Regions from separate parts of the Ovis aries genome. Here region 2 is linked to region 1. A link is a contact called in public Hi-C data. All regions are on one chromosome and are shown on one strand. The core of a region is the stretch at or near the end of the contact, and the rest is flanking DNA. Distances in the headings are between cores, read along the strand shown.

The links. A called contact is a pair of places that touch in the nucleus more often than the background predicts.
Region 2: a Hi-C map of blood shows a contact between it and region 1, with 4 times the contacts expected there. The contact joins the promoter of LOC114115866 here to the promoter of SQOR in region 1. A contact is called at or near these places in 6 of 16 Hi-C or Micro-C datasets (blood, hypothalamus, liver and 3 more).

What each region holds. Positions count from the first base shown.
Region 1 is chr7:63,003,181-63,010,963 of ARS-UI_Ramb_v3.0, reverse strand. SQOR (sulfide quinone oxidoreductase) reads left to right here and starts at 4,714. Exons shown (of 11, transcript XM_004010645.6): 1 at 4,714-4,794. LOC121819982 (a long non-coding RNA gene) reads right to left here and starts at 4,311. Exons shown (of 2, transcript XR_006060392.2): 1 at 4,049-4,311.
Region 2 is chr7:63,134,849-63,142,631 of ARS-UI_Ramb_v3.0, reverse strand. It overlaps LOC114115866, which reads right to left and starts at 3,516. Exons shown (of 3, transcript XM_060418697.1): 1 at 3,370-3,516; 2 at 1,944-2,296; 3 at 634-1,071. The coding sequence starts at 3,516. The coding sequence ends at 951. LOC106991282 (a long non-coding RNA gene) reads left to right here and starts at 3,806. Exons shown (of 4, transcript XR_003589922.3): 1 at 3,806-3,984; 2 at 6,529-6,599. SLC30A4 (solute carrier family 30 member 4) reads right to left here. Exons shown (of 8, transcript XM_060418650.1): 8 at 7,482-7,783.

The DNA.
Region 1 (7,783 bases), core at 3,465-5,964:
TGCAGTGGCAGTTGTACATGGGACACCGGCCCACTAGCTGCTGAGGTGCCGCTGGCTCCAGCCCCCTGGTCCACCACCTGTGAACCTGACACCACCACATGGCAGACGCACCTGCCCATCCCCGGCCTGCTCCCACTGTCCGCCCCTCAGTGGTGATGGAGCCTGTGATTCAGGGGATCCTGGGTGAAACAGAGGAGCCTAGTGTCCTGGTGCACAGGCAGCCACACCAGCAACACTGACCCCAGAGGAACAGATGTGATAAGGAGGGCATAGGGCCACATCTCTGACGGAAGTGGTAGAGAGTGCAAAGTACTGATTCTTGAATATAATTTATCAGAAGCAGTGCATGGAAAAGAAACCAAAAACTTATGCTGTAGTGCCACCTACAGGAAAACAAAAGAAACGCCTTTAATTTCTAATCTGTTGAATTGTTAGAATCCGGCAGAAAGGTGTTGGCTACTTCAGGAATCCCCAACCCTCAGTACTGGTCCATAGCCTCTTAGGAGGTGAGCAGTGGATGTGAGCAGTGGGCAAGCGAGTAAAGCTTCATCTGTATTTACAGCTGCAGGAAAACAAGTTCACCGATTCTGCATTATGGTGAGCTATATAATTATTTCATGATACATCACAATGTAATAATAGAAATAAAAGGTGGCAAAGTGGTATAAAAAGTCTGCCTGTCAATGCAAGAGATTCAGGTTTGATCTCTGGGTCAGGAAGATCCCTGGGAGTAGGAAATGGCATCCCACTCCAGTATTCTTGCCTGGAAGATTATATAGACAGTGGAGCCCAGCAGGCTACAGTCCACAGGGTTGCAGAGTTGGACATGACTGAGTGATTGAGCACACCCACACAAAGTGCACAGTGAATGTATGTAATGTGCTTGAATCATCCTGAAACCATTCCCCGCCCCCCTGGTCAATGGAAAATGATCTATGGAACTGGCCCCTAATGCCAAAAAGGTTGGGGACCACTGGGCTACTTCAAATGCACTGGTAGAAGAACTATGCATCAAGCACCATAAAGAACCACAGTAACAACATACCACAAATTGAAAATGACAGTTCTCCAGAAACCAAACTTAATGTCATAGAATATTGCAGTCACACTGGTAAAGAATTCAGAGTAGCTCTCGTGAAGAAACTCAGTGAGCTAAAAGAAAACTCAGGCAGTTCAGTGAGCTTACTAATAAAATTAATGAACAGAAGGAGTATTTCACCATAAATAGTGTGAAAGTGAAGTCGCTCAGTCGCGTCCGACTCTTTGCGACCCCGTGGACTGTAGCCCACCAGGCTCCTGTGTCCGTGGGATTCTCCAGGCAAGAATACTGGAGTGGGTTGCCATTTCCTTCTCCAGGGGATCTTCCCAACCCAGGGATCAAACCCAGGTCTCCTGCATTGCAGGCAGACACTTTAACCTGTGAGCCACCAACTTTAAAAAAAAGAACCAGACAAATTTTGGAGCTGAATAACTCAATAAATGAGATAAAGAATGTATTAGAGAAAGCATCGGAAATAGAGCAGACCATATGAAAGAAAGAATTAGTGAGCTTGAGGACAAATCTAGAAATGATACAACTGGAAGAGGAAAGAGGAATGAGATATTTAAAATGAGGAAATTCTGTGAGAGTTATCTGACTCTTTTAGGAAGTGTGACATTAGGGTAATGACTATCTCAGAAAGAAAAGCTTGAGAAGGGAGTGGAGAATTTAAATAATACCTGAGAATTTCCCAAACCTGGGAAAGGAACTGGATATACAAGTCTGTGAAGCCAAGAGAGCATCCAATACACATGCCAAAAGACCTTCTTCAAGACACATTAAGACTGTCAAAAGTCGATGACAAAGAATGAATTTTAGAGGTTTCCCTGGTGACTCACTGGTAAAGAATCCACCTGCCAATGCAAGAGACATGGGTTTGATCCCTGGTCTGGGAAGATCCCACATGGATCAACAAAGCCTGTGCACTACAACTACGAAAGCCTGGTGGTCTAGAGCCCGTGCTCCACCACAAAAAACAACTGCAATGAGAAGCCCATGCACCACAATGGAGAGTAGTGCCTGCAATTAGAGAAAGCACACTGGCAGCAACAAAGACCTAGCACAGCCAAAAATAAATTATTTTTTTTTAAATAATGAATTTTAAAGGCAACTAGGGAAAAAAGGATGGTAACATACAAAGGAACCCCTATTAGGCTTTCAGCAGATTTCTCAGCAGAAACCCTGCAGGCCAGGAGGAAGTGGAATGACATTCTTAAAATATTGAGAGATTAAAAACTGTTGCCCAAGAATACTCTATCCAGTAAAATTATCATTCCATATAAAGGAGAAATAAACACTTTCTCAAGCAAACAAAAACTGAGGGAGTTCATCACTACTACACTTCCTTATAAGAAGCCTTGTAAGGAGCTCTTCTACCAGAAAACAGAAAGGCAAAATACATAAAACTTTGAGCAAGGTGATACATAGAACCAGAAAATTGCAACTCTCAATAAGATTAGATTTTAAACACTATTATAGCATAAAGGTTAAGGAGGAGAGCAGAAAAAAAACTAGTGTATACTTCAACTTTGTAACAATGTAAAGAGATAATGTGAGACAACAGAAACAAAAAGAAGGGGAAGGAAAAGGAAGAAGCCTATATAGGTAAATAAAGATAAGATACTACCAGCAGAAGGATTATTTTACCTATGAGACATTTTATATAAACCTCATGGTGACCACAAAACAAAAATCTAGAGCAGAGACATGAAACATTAAAAAAAAAGAAAGAGGAAACAAAAATATCACAGAAAAACACCAAAACTAAAATAGCAGACAGAAACAAAAGGAAAAGGAACAATGGAGATGTAGAGTAACCAGAAAATAAAGGATAAAATGGCAAAATTAAGTCCTCATTTAACTAATCATCCTAAATGTAAATGGATTGAATTCACACATTGAAAGACACAGAGTGTTGGATGGATTAAAAAATTAGACAGATGGAAACAATTTTTGTTGATAAGTGTGCTGTAGGGTATACAGGGACAGAAGTGGAACACATAATATAAACTAGTGTTCAGTCGCTCAGTCGTGTCCGACTCTTTGCGACCCCGTGAATCGCAGCATGCCAGGCCTCCCTGTCCATCACCAACTCCTGGAGTTCACTCAGACTGACGTCCATCGAGTCGGTGATGCCATCCAGCCATCTCATCCTCTGTCATGCCCTTCTCCTCCTGCCCCCAGTCCCTCCCAGCATCAGAGTCTTTTCCAATGAGTCAACTCTTCGCATGAGGTGGCCAAAGTACTGGAGCTTCAGCTTTAGCATCATTCCTTCCAAAGAAATCCCAGGGCTGATCTCCTTTAGAATGGACTGGTTGGATCTCCTTGCAGTCCAAGGGACTCTCAAAAGTCTTCTCTAGCACCACAGTTCTAAAGCATCAATTCTTTGGTGCTCAGCTTTCTTCACAGTCCAACTCTCACATCCATACATGACCACAGGAAAAACCATAGCCTTGACTAGATGGACCTTTGTTGGCAAAGTAATATCTCTGCTTTTGAATATGCTATCTAGGTTGGTCATAACTTTTCTTCCAAGGAGTAAGCGTCTTTTAATTTCATGGCTGCAATCACCATCTGCAGTGACTTTGGAGCCCCCCCAAAATAAAGTCTGACACTGTTTCTACTCTTTCCCCATCCATTTCCCATGAAGTGATGGGACCAGATGTCATAAACCAGGGTTACCTCAATAGATAAACCTAACAAGACAAAACCAGAGGGAGGGGCTCAGAAGTTCAACGTTATTAGGCTCCTACTTCTCTGTGATTGCGTCAATTTTTGGTTTGCTAGGATTTCACCTTAAAAAGTTGGTTGAAACAAAAAATTCAAAAGAGATTAATCAAAATTCACAGAATGAAATGTAAAAGAAATAAACTTTCAAGGCACTTTTTAAAGGCAAGTTTGTTAACTCACATCTGAAATTATTAAAGCTTAAAACTGCAGTAAGACTTCTGGACATCCTATATGTTATAAAAAGGGGTTCTAGATCTGACGTAGTGGAGAACTACTCACCTGCATTTCACACCTACTTAAAGCAGCCAATTGAAAATGTTCATTCATGAAAGTAGGACCCAACGTTGCGTGGAGATTAGTGTCTGAAAGCTTGCTCACCGTGACCTCCATCCTAGGGTTGAGAGTGCTGCCCTGGCGCTTGCTTACCAAGGCAAGTCTGGGGGCTTCTCTGGGCCTCGGTTACCTTTTACGTGTGAAAGAAGAGCGGGAAAGCGGTGTCTCTGGACAGCCCTGGGGACCAGATGAGAAGCACAGGGCTCACTGGAGGACCCGACACAAACCGCCAGGCCTCTATCCACAGACCCGCCTTCACCTTTGTCCCTCCCAGTTACGCAACAGTGTAGGCACACGGGATGGGGAGGGGGGGCGACAGGTGGCCTCCGTGCCCTCCTCTGAGGCACCAAGGGGTCCCAGCTGCACCGCACAGTGCACTGGCGGGTAGGGGCGAGTCTGCCCTGCCGGCAGTGCCCCTGACCCGCCTGACCCGCGCCCCTGGCTGTCCCCCGTGCGCGCTGGAAACCCGGGTGTAGCCTGCACTTGGCCTTGGTTCCCCGGGCTGTGGCGCCGGGCGGGGCAGCTGTGGGACCTTCCCGGAACTTTCCCGGGGAGCGGGGGGAGGCTCGCTCTCCCCGCCTCCAGCCTCCGCCCGGGGACCGCACGGGCCCCAGCAGAGGCCGCGAGCCCTCGCAGGAAGCGGCAGCTTTTACTGCGCCAACGCTGTGGCCCGAGGCTCCGCGCACCTCTGGGTAAGAGGCATCCCGCTATCAGGCACTTGGCGAGGGAAAAGGGACCCGGCGGGGAGAGAGGTCACCCCTAAAGCCGATTGTTAACCCAGCTCTGTCCCGCATCTGGGACAGCGCGGCCCCAGTGCATCGCGTTCCATGCCGCTTCACTTTTTTTCTCCACCCGCCGCATCCGCAGCTCTTGCAGCCCCTGCTGGAACCCGGGTCTTGTGACGTCCTGGGGTCGTGGAGCTGCTGCCCTGCGAGGGGAGGTTAAAAACCAATGTATCCATGGTCTTGTGAATGGGAATTTCTTGGTGCCCTGGTGTGTAGGAATTTCTGGCATCTTCCACTTGTTGACTGTGTCACTCCGGCGTGGTCCCAGCGCGCAAGGGGTTCTCAACCCCCCGGGGTAGGAGGTGACGTCTGCTGGTCTGCCCACAGTGGGGCCCGTTTATCCACACAGCCTGTGGGAGGGAGGGGCGGGGGCTCAAGAAGTATCCTTCAGCTATGGCTGGAACCGGCCATGGAGAGCATTTAGGGCCTGTGCTAAACAGGAACTGGTGGAAAGGGTTCTCTGGTGAAATTGGGGTGCTTTCCTTTCTCTTCGTTTCTCTCTTTTAATAATAAAAATCCCAACCTAGCCTCTTACTCAAAGACACAGGGAGCAGAGCTCTGGATTTGCCTGGGCTGCCCATTGCTGTGGTGTAGGGGTCTGACCCATTTTTGTGCCATGTACCGCTTTGGCAGTTTTGGGGAGACTAAGGACCACTTTTAGGTTCAGTGCTTTTGAAGGTGTAAAATAAAAGGCAGAGTGTTATAAGGGAAACCTATTCCAAATCACTTGTCCAAATATTAAGAGAATTGATGTAGTAGTATATATGCCTTTTAAAAATAATGCATTAAGTAACATCATCTAGCAGTGGATCTAATAGCTATCATAATTTTGAAATAGTAACAAATAATATTTCAAGATTTGGGTAATGCCTGTAATATAAGAAAATATCTGTGATTTCTGTTGATGATAAAGTCATAGTTACTGCATATATCTGCTGGGGTTTGTTGCCTGAGAAGAATGAAGTGTTTGTTACTCAGTTGTGTTAGATTCTTTGTGACCCCGTGGACTGTAGCCTGCCTGGCTCCTCTGTTCATGGGATTCTCCAGGCAAGAATGCTGGAGTAGGTAGCTATTCCCTTCTCCAGGGGATCGTCCCCACCGAGGGATCAAACCCAGATCTTCTGCATTGCAGGTAGATTCTTTATCATCTGAGCCACTATTTAAAATGGAAGAAAGTGCTAAATTTTAGTTAGAGATTAGTGAAGATGAAGATGTAAATGTTTATTTTCTATGCAAGTTCCTGGTTAAGTGGAAGGTACTGCCCAGGAAGTCAGGTCACATGACTTCTGCTCTTGATGCTTTCACTGACTAGCAGCATGAGCTTGTCTTTTGGACTTCTTTTCACCTTGACTTCTTCACTGTACCGTGGAGATAATCATACCTTCCCCTTCATTTAAGGTGTCCAGTGCTATACCTGGCACAAAGCAGTGAAATAAGTACTGTTTACTAGAACTTGTGTCCCTCTCTGGACCCCAAGCCATTGCCATTATGTCCCCAGTCCTGGTACATAGAATGTGGTGGTGGTTCAGTCACTGAGTCCAGTCCCACTCTTGCCATCTTATGGAATGTAGCCCTCCAGGCTTTTCTGTCCATAGGATTTCCCAGGCAAGATTACTGGTATGGGTAGCCGTTTCCTTCTCCAGAAATTCATCAATAAATATTTTTTGAATGAATAAATACATTGGAAATTATTGCTTGTAACTACAACTAAAACACTCAGAATTTATCCAGGGGACAGCTGGTGGTTTGTGAAATGACTCCGCTTAAAATAATCTGGGGTTTCTTTTTCCTAGTGGCTGAACACATCTGGAGCTGGAATGCTTGAAATGTCAGTCAGGGCCCTTGGGTCTATGTGGGTCTTTGTGACTAGTGTTCTGCCAGAGAAAATGAAACTTGATGTTTATAGGAAGCTAGAACTCTTTTGCAGAACAGTTTATCCTCCATCTTACCTGTGTCTAGGCTCGTTAATTTGATGTGATGTAACACAGGAAGTTGTCTTATAGGGAGTGGAGCCTGACCCATGATGAGGCATTTCTGGGCCCAGTGGCACATTTCTCTTCCCTCTTTTCTTTTCACCTTCCCGTGCCCCATTGCACATTGCATAACTCCTCTATGGCCCTTAAAGATTTGGTAAGTAGGAGCAGTAGATGGAAGTTGCTACAGGCTGGCCAGATTAGACCTAAAGCCAGCTAGCTGCTTCTTAGTGCCCAGCCTTAAAAGTCTATGTAATCCAATAAATGTGGATGTTAATAGGAAGAAGAAAATCAGACTCAGCCAGGGACCCCTGTGATTTACTTTGTAAAATTGCTAAGTTGGGGCGGAAAGATGGGGAGAGAACTTTGTAAGGAACAGTAAATTTAGAGCACACTGGGGCTTTTGATGGCCGCAACTTAGGAAGGGGCAAATACTGATATTATGAACTGAATTGCATCCCCTCAAAAATTCATATGTCGAAATCCTAATCCCTGTATCTTAGAATCTGACTGTTCAGAGAGAGGGCCTTTAAAAAGGGAATTAAGGTTAAATGAGATCATAAGGGTAGGACCCTAATCCATTATGACTAGTGTCTTTATGAAAAAGGAAAAGACACCAGGGGTGCATGTAGAGACAAGACCACATGAGGACGTAAGGAGGCCCAGGCCTAGGAGAGAGGCCTCAGGAGAAACTATACATGCTGACACCTTGGTTTTGGACTTCCAGCTTCTAGAATAGTAAGAAATAAATTTCTGCTATTTGAGAGACCCAATTTGTGGTATCTTGTTATGAAAGCCTGAGCAGAATACTACACAGGCTGAGGAATGTTAGATGGAATGTGAGCTCTTTCTTCCTTCCAAGCTCTTTCTTGCAGGTTACACTGACCTTCAAGGCTCTATGTTCCAAATGATGTTGCTAAAAG
Region 2 (7,783 bases), core at 2,267-4,766, 130 kb before region 1:
CCTTCCCAATTCTCTCTGAGTTTGAAACCTCAATCTCATCTGTTAATATGAGAATAATAATGTAAGTGTCTACTTTGTGGGATTAGATGTGACAATCTGCTTATAATAGCGCTGGTCACTCCCTCCTTATTTCCTTATCAGTTATACTCTGTCTTGTCTGTACCTCCAAAATGTGAAACCTGTGTCTACCCAGCTTGGAGTGCCCAATACATTGTCTATACAGTGCTTTGCACACCGCTATACTCAATAAATACGAGTTAAATAAAGGAGTTGGAAGGAGATCCTTGTGCAATGCTAAGGATTGCATTGTTTCCTAATTTAGCTCTGGAGTAAATCCAGAGTCCATATACTGATTCTGTTTAGCACATTATTGCTTTTTTGAGTGTCCGCTATGTGCTGGGCTCTAAGTATTTGAAGATAAAGACACAATTGCTGTCACTGAGTTGAGTCTGGCAGGGACGCAGATTCATGACCTCACATTTTTATCATCTATAAAGTTAGTACAGAAGCACCCCAGGCAAGAGGACGAGGATGAGGTGCAGGAGGAGGAACAAGAGGAGGGTGAGGAGGAGGGGGAAGTAGAGGAGGAGAAGGGGGAGGAAGGAAGTATCCACACAGAGAATGGGAGATGACTTTTGAGATTTTTTTCAAGTTTTTTATTTATTATTAATTTAGTTTTGGCTGTGCATGCAGGGTCTCGGTTGCTGTGTGGGTTTTTCTCTAGCTGCTGTGAGCAGGAGCTACTCTCTAGTTGTGGTGTGAGGGCTTCTCACTGCCACCAGCTCCAGGTGCTTGGGCTTCAGTGGTCCTGACACGTGGGCTCGGTAGTTGCGACTCTTGGGCTCTAGAGCGCAGGCTCAGTAGCAGCCCAGGGGGCTGAGTTGCGCCGCGGTGCGCACATGAGAGCGCACGAGCAAATGCATGCGCAGTCCTGTCGACTTTTTACGACCTCATGGGCTGTAGTCCGTCAGGCTCTTCTGTTTCCGAGCAAGAATAGGAGAGTGGGTTGCCATGTCCCCTTCCAGGAGATCCTCCTGACCCAGGAATGGAACCACCAGTCTTCTGCATTGGCTGAGGTGGGTCATAACAATGGGAAGGAGCTTGTCAGGTGGAGAAGCAGAGAAGGGTGTTGGAGGCAGAGGGAACGGCACCGACAGAGCCTGAGAGGCCTGGAGGGTGTCGCGCCATGTTCGAGGAGGGTGTGACAAGGCAGGAAGGAGCATGGGGTCCACATGGTGGGAGATGAGGCTGGACAGTCAGGTTGAAGCCCAACTGGGAAAGGCTTGGGCGCTGGGCTAAGAGGCTGGGGATTTATCCTGTAGGGACAGGGAGAGCCCTGTCATGGCTGTGGGCCGGGAAGGCTAACAGGGCACGCCTGTTTGGTTTCCTTCCTTAAGGCATGAAGGCAGCCGCTCCTCGCCCGGGTGAGCCCTGCCCCGAGTCACTGAGCAGCCTTTCCTCTGGTCCCCGCCCGGGAGAGCCTGTCGGGTTGGGTCAAGCTTTGTCCCCGCTTCCTGGTGTCAGAGGGGCAGATGAATGAGATGGGTGTGGAGGAAGGTGCAGGCGGGGGTGGCCATGATTTCCGCTGAGCTTCAGTCACTGGAGGCTTGAGTTTGGGGTTCAAACCAGCTGGAAAAGCTGGGGCTGCTGCTGCTGCTAAGTCGCCTCAGTCGTGTCCGACTCTGTGCGACCCCATAGACGGCAGCCCACAAATCTCCCCCATCCCTCGGATTCTCCAGGCAAGAACACTGGAGTGGGTTGCCATTTCCGTCTCCAATGCATGAAAGTGAAAAGTGAAAGTGAAGTCGCTCAGTCGTGTCCGACTTTTAGCGACCCCTGGGGCAGCCTACCCTAAACAGGTGGGCTGGGGGTAGGGGTTAGCCAAGGGCCCCAGGCGGAGGGAGGCCCAGGAGACGGCCTTTTTTGTTGTAAAGCACGATTACCTCGCCGGCTGTGGTACCGCGGGCGCTGAATTCCCTCTCAGGACAGCAGCTTCCTCGGCTTTGAAGTGAAGGAGGCTGGCCACGCCGTCTCCCAACCCCGATTGCAAGGGAGGAGCGTGGGACTGCGCACAGGTTGCCGGAGGTGGGGGACTTCCCGGCAGGACAAAGCCTCTTCTAGGGGGACGGGCGGCTTTCCAAGGCTTGCCTTCCTGCCGGACCTCGGCTGCTCCGGGCCCTGCCGGTAGCCGGGCCCAGGCTGACGCGGGACCTCGGAGGTGCGAGCTGAGGTCCGCCTCCAGACCCGGCAGATGAGAGGGACCAGCCTGCTCTGCCGGGCTGCGCCGGGAACAGTGCTGGGACGCAGGAGGGGCCAGCTGCTCCCGTCCCTGGGGGTTCCCCGTCCTTTCCCGGGGTCCCTCCCCCCGCCCCGCCCCCCGGGGGCAATGAGGAGCCCACAGGAGCTAAGTCCAGGGGCAGACACGAGGCCCTCCCAGGCAGGGCGGTGAGTGACCGCAGGAAGTCAGCAGAGGCCTCTGGGCGGAAAGCCTGCAGAAAGGATGGAGACACCCTGACTCCGGAAAGCGAGCCAGACCGCCGGCGCTAGTCATCCCCCAGCCACACCCACCAGGCAGCCCCGCCTCTTCCACCGCCCACCCCTCCTTACTCAGTTACCTGAAAGCTCTGGTCTTCAAAAGCATCCTTGTTTTAAAAATAATTTCTGTTTCCTTTATTAGCACTCAGCTCCAGCTTTCATAAATATGTGAAATCGATGTAAATAATTGTTAAATTAAAAATGCACATGTTCCCAGTGGATCAAGAAGACCTAGCCGTCATTCTCAGGAGCTCTGTGTTGGGCCTGGGGGAGACAGCCCTATACTCAGCGTCCTCACAGGACTGAGGGCCACCATAGGACCACAAGGGGGGTTCAGGGAAGACTCTTGGGAGGAAACCTTGACCTGAGACCTGGGGCTTAACAGAGATCTGGCTAATGAAGGAGAGAGGGCATCTCAGGAGAGGGGCCAACCTAGGCAGGACCAGCAGATGGGTACCACCAGGAGTTGTGGTCAAGCAGGGAACTGAGGAGGAAATGTTCCTTTTTCTGAACTCATCACACTGATAATCATTTGTACAAGTATCTGTCAGTATCTGCCCTGGTAGGTTACAAGCTCCAGGAGAGGAAATGGTATACATTTTATGGTTCCTCAGGATCCTGGTGTTTAGTACAATGACTGGCACACAGTAAGTATTCAGTTAGATTGGTGTTAATTGACCAAATAAATGAGAATTCTTCTGTTAATGTGGGTTTGGTCAGAAAGGGCTGAGAAGCCAAGCTAACTAGAGTGTAAATGTTATCCTAAGGGCAGTAGGGAGCCACTAAAGGTTTTAAATACTCAACAACAACAAAAGTTTTAAATAAGGGAATGACTTGGTCAGCTTTGTGTTCCAGGAATCCCTTTTTGGCTTTGGTCTGGAGAATGGCTGGAGACAGAGTCCAGGTGGCAGACGCATTGTCCTTACCTAGGAGCACTGTTTGATTCAGTATCTGTTTATGTGATCTCCTTCGGTAGGCCATGAGCCCTGGAGGGCCAGGGCCAGGCCTGTTTGCCTCGCATCCCTGTGCCCAGCACACATGGCACGTGGTAATGGCTCTGTGGGTTTAATGGGTGAAATTCTGATTGGAAGTTGCAAATGCAACTTTAAGGGTAGGTGGTGATGTTTAATGCATGCAATGTCATAGGCAACTTTCAAAACATGGGGAACATGAAGGAAAAGGTCATTAACGTTTGGGAAACAGTGTCAGAGCCCTGGGAGGTGGGATGGAGGAGGAGGAGGAGGGGTGTGGGGAGATGGAGCGGGCTCCTCAGAGCTGTGACAGTTGCTGGACTGATGAGGTCTTCCAGGTTTGGTATCTCTCTGAGATGAGAGGCTGAGGTGGGAAGCAGCAGGTTTGGAGGACTCGGTGAGGCATTTGGGTGTCTATGGGACATCCAGCTCAAGACTGGGGTGTCTCCAGCAATAGAAGATTCTGGAATCTTTCAGGGTGAGTGTATGGCAGAATGTGGGGAAGTGTCTGGAATTCCCTGGAGAGGAGAACATTTGAGTAGGAGCAGAGAAGTGAGTCAGGGAGTCGGTGGGGTGGTGGGGGTGGGGAGAGGATGGAGAAGCACCAGGAGCTCCTGCCTCAGGACTGTGAGCTGGTGACTTCCTTTGTGTTCCCTCCAGACTCTTTATTATGAGCCCATCGTAACAGTCCTGTCAGGAACCGGCACTGCAGAGCCTCTGGTGAAGCCCAGCTCCTCAACTTCTGTGTACACTTGGCTCACCTCCCTTTTGTGGTCACAGTGCCACATTCTGTGATTGCCTTCTGTCTTCACAAGACCTGCCTTCTGGACATTATACTTTCCTCCACTCAGTCACTTAACTGATTTCATTTCTGCTTGTCACCTTTCTCATGCCCCTGGCTTTTCCAAATAGTTCTGCCCACTCCCTAGTGAGCCAGGCTCCCTGCTGCAATGTCCTAGAGGGGGAACCAAGGGTGTTTCCCATCTTTTCTCCACTTCCTCCCCTTTCTTCCCTCCTCATCTGTCTGAGCAAAGGTCCAGCACTGGCAGCAGCTGGGGGAAACACAGGGCTGGCCGCCCTCCCAGCCACTGCACATCCAGGTCCCCCAGTTGTGGGCCAGGTACAATGGTGCACCTGTCAACAGGTGGCACTTGGGGCAGAAAGCCCTGATTGGTTGCATTTCTTGATTTCCATGGTGTAAATATTCCCACCACCATCAATTTCAAGCTGCTGCTACTAAGTCACTTCAGTCGTGACCGACTCTGTGTGACTCCATAGACAGCAGCTCACCAGGCTCCCCCATCCCTGGGATTCTCCAGGCAAGAACACTGGAGTGGGTTGCCATTGCCCTCTCCAATGCATGAAAGTGAAAAGTGAAAGTGAAGTCACTCAGTTGTGTCCGACTCTAGGCGACCCCATGGACTGCAGCCTACCAGGCTCCTCCATCCATGGGATTTTCCAGGCAAGAGTACTGGAGTGGGGTGCCATTGCCTTCTCCCAATTTCAAGCTACCAACAAGATATTACTGAATGCAGAACTGGGGGCAGATGGGAAGCAATGCGCTGTCAAATAATATTTCTAGCAAGCAGACACAACAGGTGTAGACAGCCTCAAAAGCAAATATAATTACAAAATTCAGTCAAATAATTGGGAAGTTTTGAGTATTTGTTGCTTTTTAAAACATAACTTATTCTAAGATTTTATAATTGTTAATATGATGACTGTTTAACAACTGCTTTGCAAAAACCAAAACAACAGCTTTGCAGAATTCCTTAAAACTTAACAATTAGATCTTGTAAGCAGTACAGACTGGCTTCAGCCAACCACTGGGTGCCATATGGGCCAGGAGGAGAAGTGGAGACCCCAAGCCCCAAACTATAGTGCATTCTTACCTGCAGCCTCTCCCTGCCCGGGCTGTGTGGGTGGCAGGTGACAGGTAGCAAGCCTCCGCAACCCAGGAGGAGCAGAGCTGGGCCCTGGGCACCCCTCCCACCTGTAGACATGCAGTTTTCTGGCCTGGGCCTGTGGGCTCTGCGCATACCCAAGCCCCAGGCTCTGGACATCTATCCAAGTAACCTCCAGAATGAGGCAGTCTGAGTGGTGCAATTTCCTCTGCCCTAAAAAGTGTGAAATACTGCTCAGAATGTAGGCTTGCCCAATTACCCACAAAGAAAAACCAGAAGAGGACAAAGCCTCTCTTTCTAAGCTTCTCTTTATATCAGTGGGCTACAAAGCAGGTCGTGCTAGGTCTGAAAGGACATGAGATGGAGATGACTTGAGGCGTGCAGCTCATCCTGTGGGCATTTCTGGACATGGAGAATGAAAAGCATCAGTGAGCTAATTTGACCTGTTCTAAATGTGCACTAGATCTTGGGGACTCAGAGGTGGTGACCTAACATGGTAGAAACCTTGTGTTGGCTACTCCAGGAAATAGCTGAATCTCTGACTTGATGTTCCTGTGTTCTTGCCAGTGACCATTGTGAAGCCTAGATAAAAGGGGTCACCTTCTCACCACATCCTATATGTGCCTCGGGCCCTGGTTTATGGTGTTAATAACTAAAGGTATCTTCTCGCTCATAATCACATCCCATCACAAGCCAACCCATTGCACCTGCTCCCTCTCAAGCTCACTTTCAGAACTGCACCTCTATTTGCAGCTTTTCCACATTCTCTCATGGGGTCTTCCTTTGAGTGTGGGGTTTGTGTGCTCTGATATTTAAGCACAGGAAGGCCAGGACTTCGTCACTCACACATTCATTCATTCCTTTGTTCAGTGGGGAGTGGGGCTGGGGAGGAGGCAGGAGGATGGAAAGGTCTGTCCAACTCTAAGTGGGGGCACAGCTCAGGGAAGGCTGCACCCTAAGTGGAGGCAGAAGGAGAGGCAGAGGGAGGCAGGAACAGAGACCAAACCCCTGTTTCTCTCTGCTTTCAGACCTTGTGCCAGGGTGTACCTGCCTTTGTAAACAGTAAAACAGTGTCTGAATGCTAGGTGAGGTAGTTATTCATTTTCTTTGGACTGCAGGTTACTCCCAGAGAATGTTTCCATGGATTTGCCCGCCTCAGGACAGCCTCACCTGTGTTTCCTGCCTTGAGGTAAAGACCTTTTTATTCCTTTATTCGGAACAAAAAACATTAATATGTTGTTTTCTGCCCTCCCTCTAAAAAAAAAAGCAGTTCTAGCTGTATTCCATCTAGCTGTATGGTGGCTTAAAGTTTTGATTTCTCATTATTTAACATTGCTTACTTGCAATATTTGGGGAAATTTAGGAGAAGGCAATGGCACCCCACTCCAGTACTCTTGCCTGGAAAATCCCATGGACGGAGGAGCCTAGTAGGCTGCAGTCCATGGGGTTGCTCAAGAGTCAGACACGACTGAGCGACTTCACTTTCACTTTTCACTTTCATGCACTGGAGAAGGAAATGGGAACCCACCCCAGTGCGTCACTGGGGTCGCACAGAGCCGGACACGACTGAAACGACTTAGCAGCAGCAGCAGCAGCTGAAATTCAGGCATAGCCAGTTGGAAGGCTCAGGAGCAAGGTTATGGCGCTATCTACTGGTAACATCTAAGTATGACAAAGTTGAACTTGCATTGAGCCTCTTGCGTAGGTGAAAATGAGTTGATTTTTAAGTGAAGTACAGTTGATTTACAATGTTGAGTTGAATATGAGTTTATTTAAAAGCTTAAAATGGAAAGTGTGTTGTGTTGAATATGAGTTTATTTAAAAGCTTAAAATGGAAAGTGTGTGTGCATCAACATATGCAGATAACAAGTTAATATAAAAAACCTCAATGGAAAAATGAGCTCAGAAAAATGTATGAGACATAAAGGGGTACTTCATAAAAAAGGATATCCATTGCATGATGAATTTATGAAAGATGGTCGACTTTTCATTCTTGGAGACTCCTGGGGGAGGAAGAGATGGGATGGAGGGCCTCAGACCAAAAAACCAACAAAAACAACAAAAAACAACCTTCCAAGTAATTCAGATTTTATCCACCAGGGGGAGGACTTTGACTTTAAGTTGCATCAGTTCAGTTCAGTTCAGTTCAGTTGCTCAGTCGTGTCTGACTCTGCGACCCCATGAATCCCAGCACGCCAGGCCTCCCTGTCCATCACCAACTCCCGGAGTTCACTCAGACTCATGTCCATCGAGTCAGTGATGCCATCCAGCCATCTCATCCTTGGTCGTCCCCTTCTCCTCCTGCCCCCAATCCCTCCCAGCATCAGAGTCTTTTCCAATGAGTCAACTCTTCCCACGAGGTGGCCAAAGTAC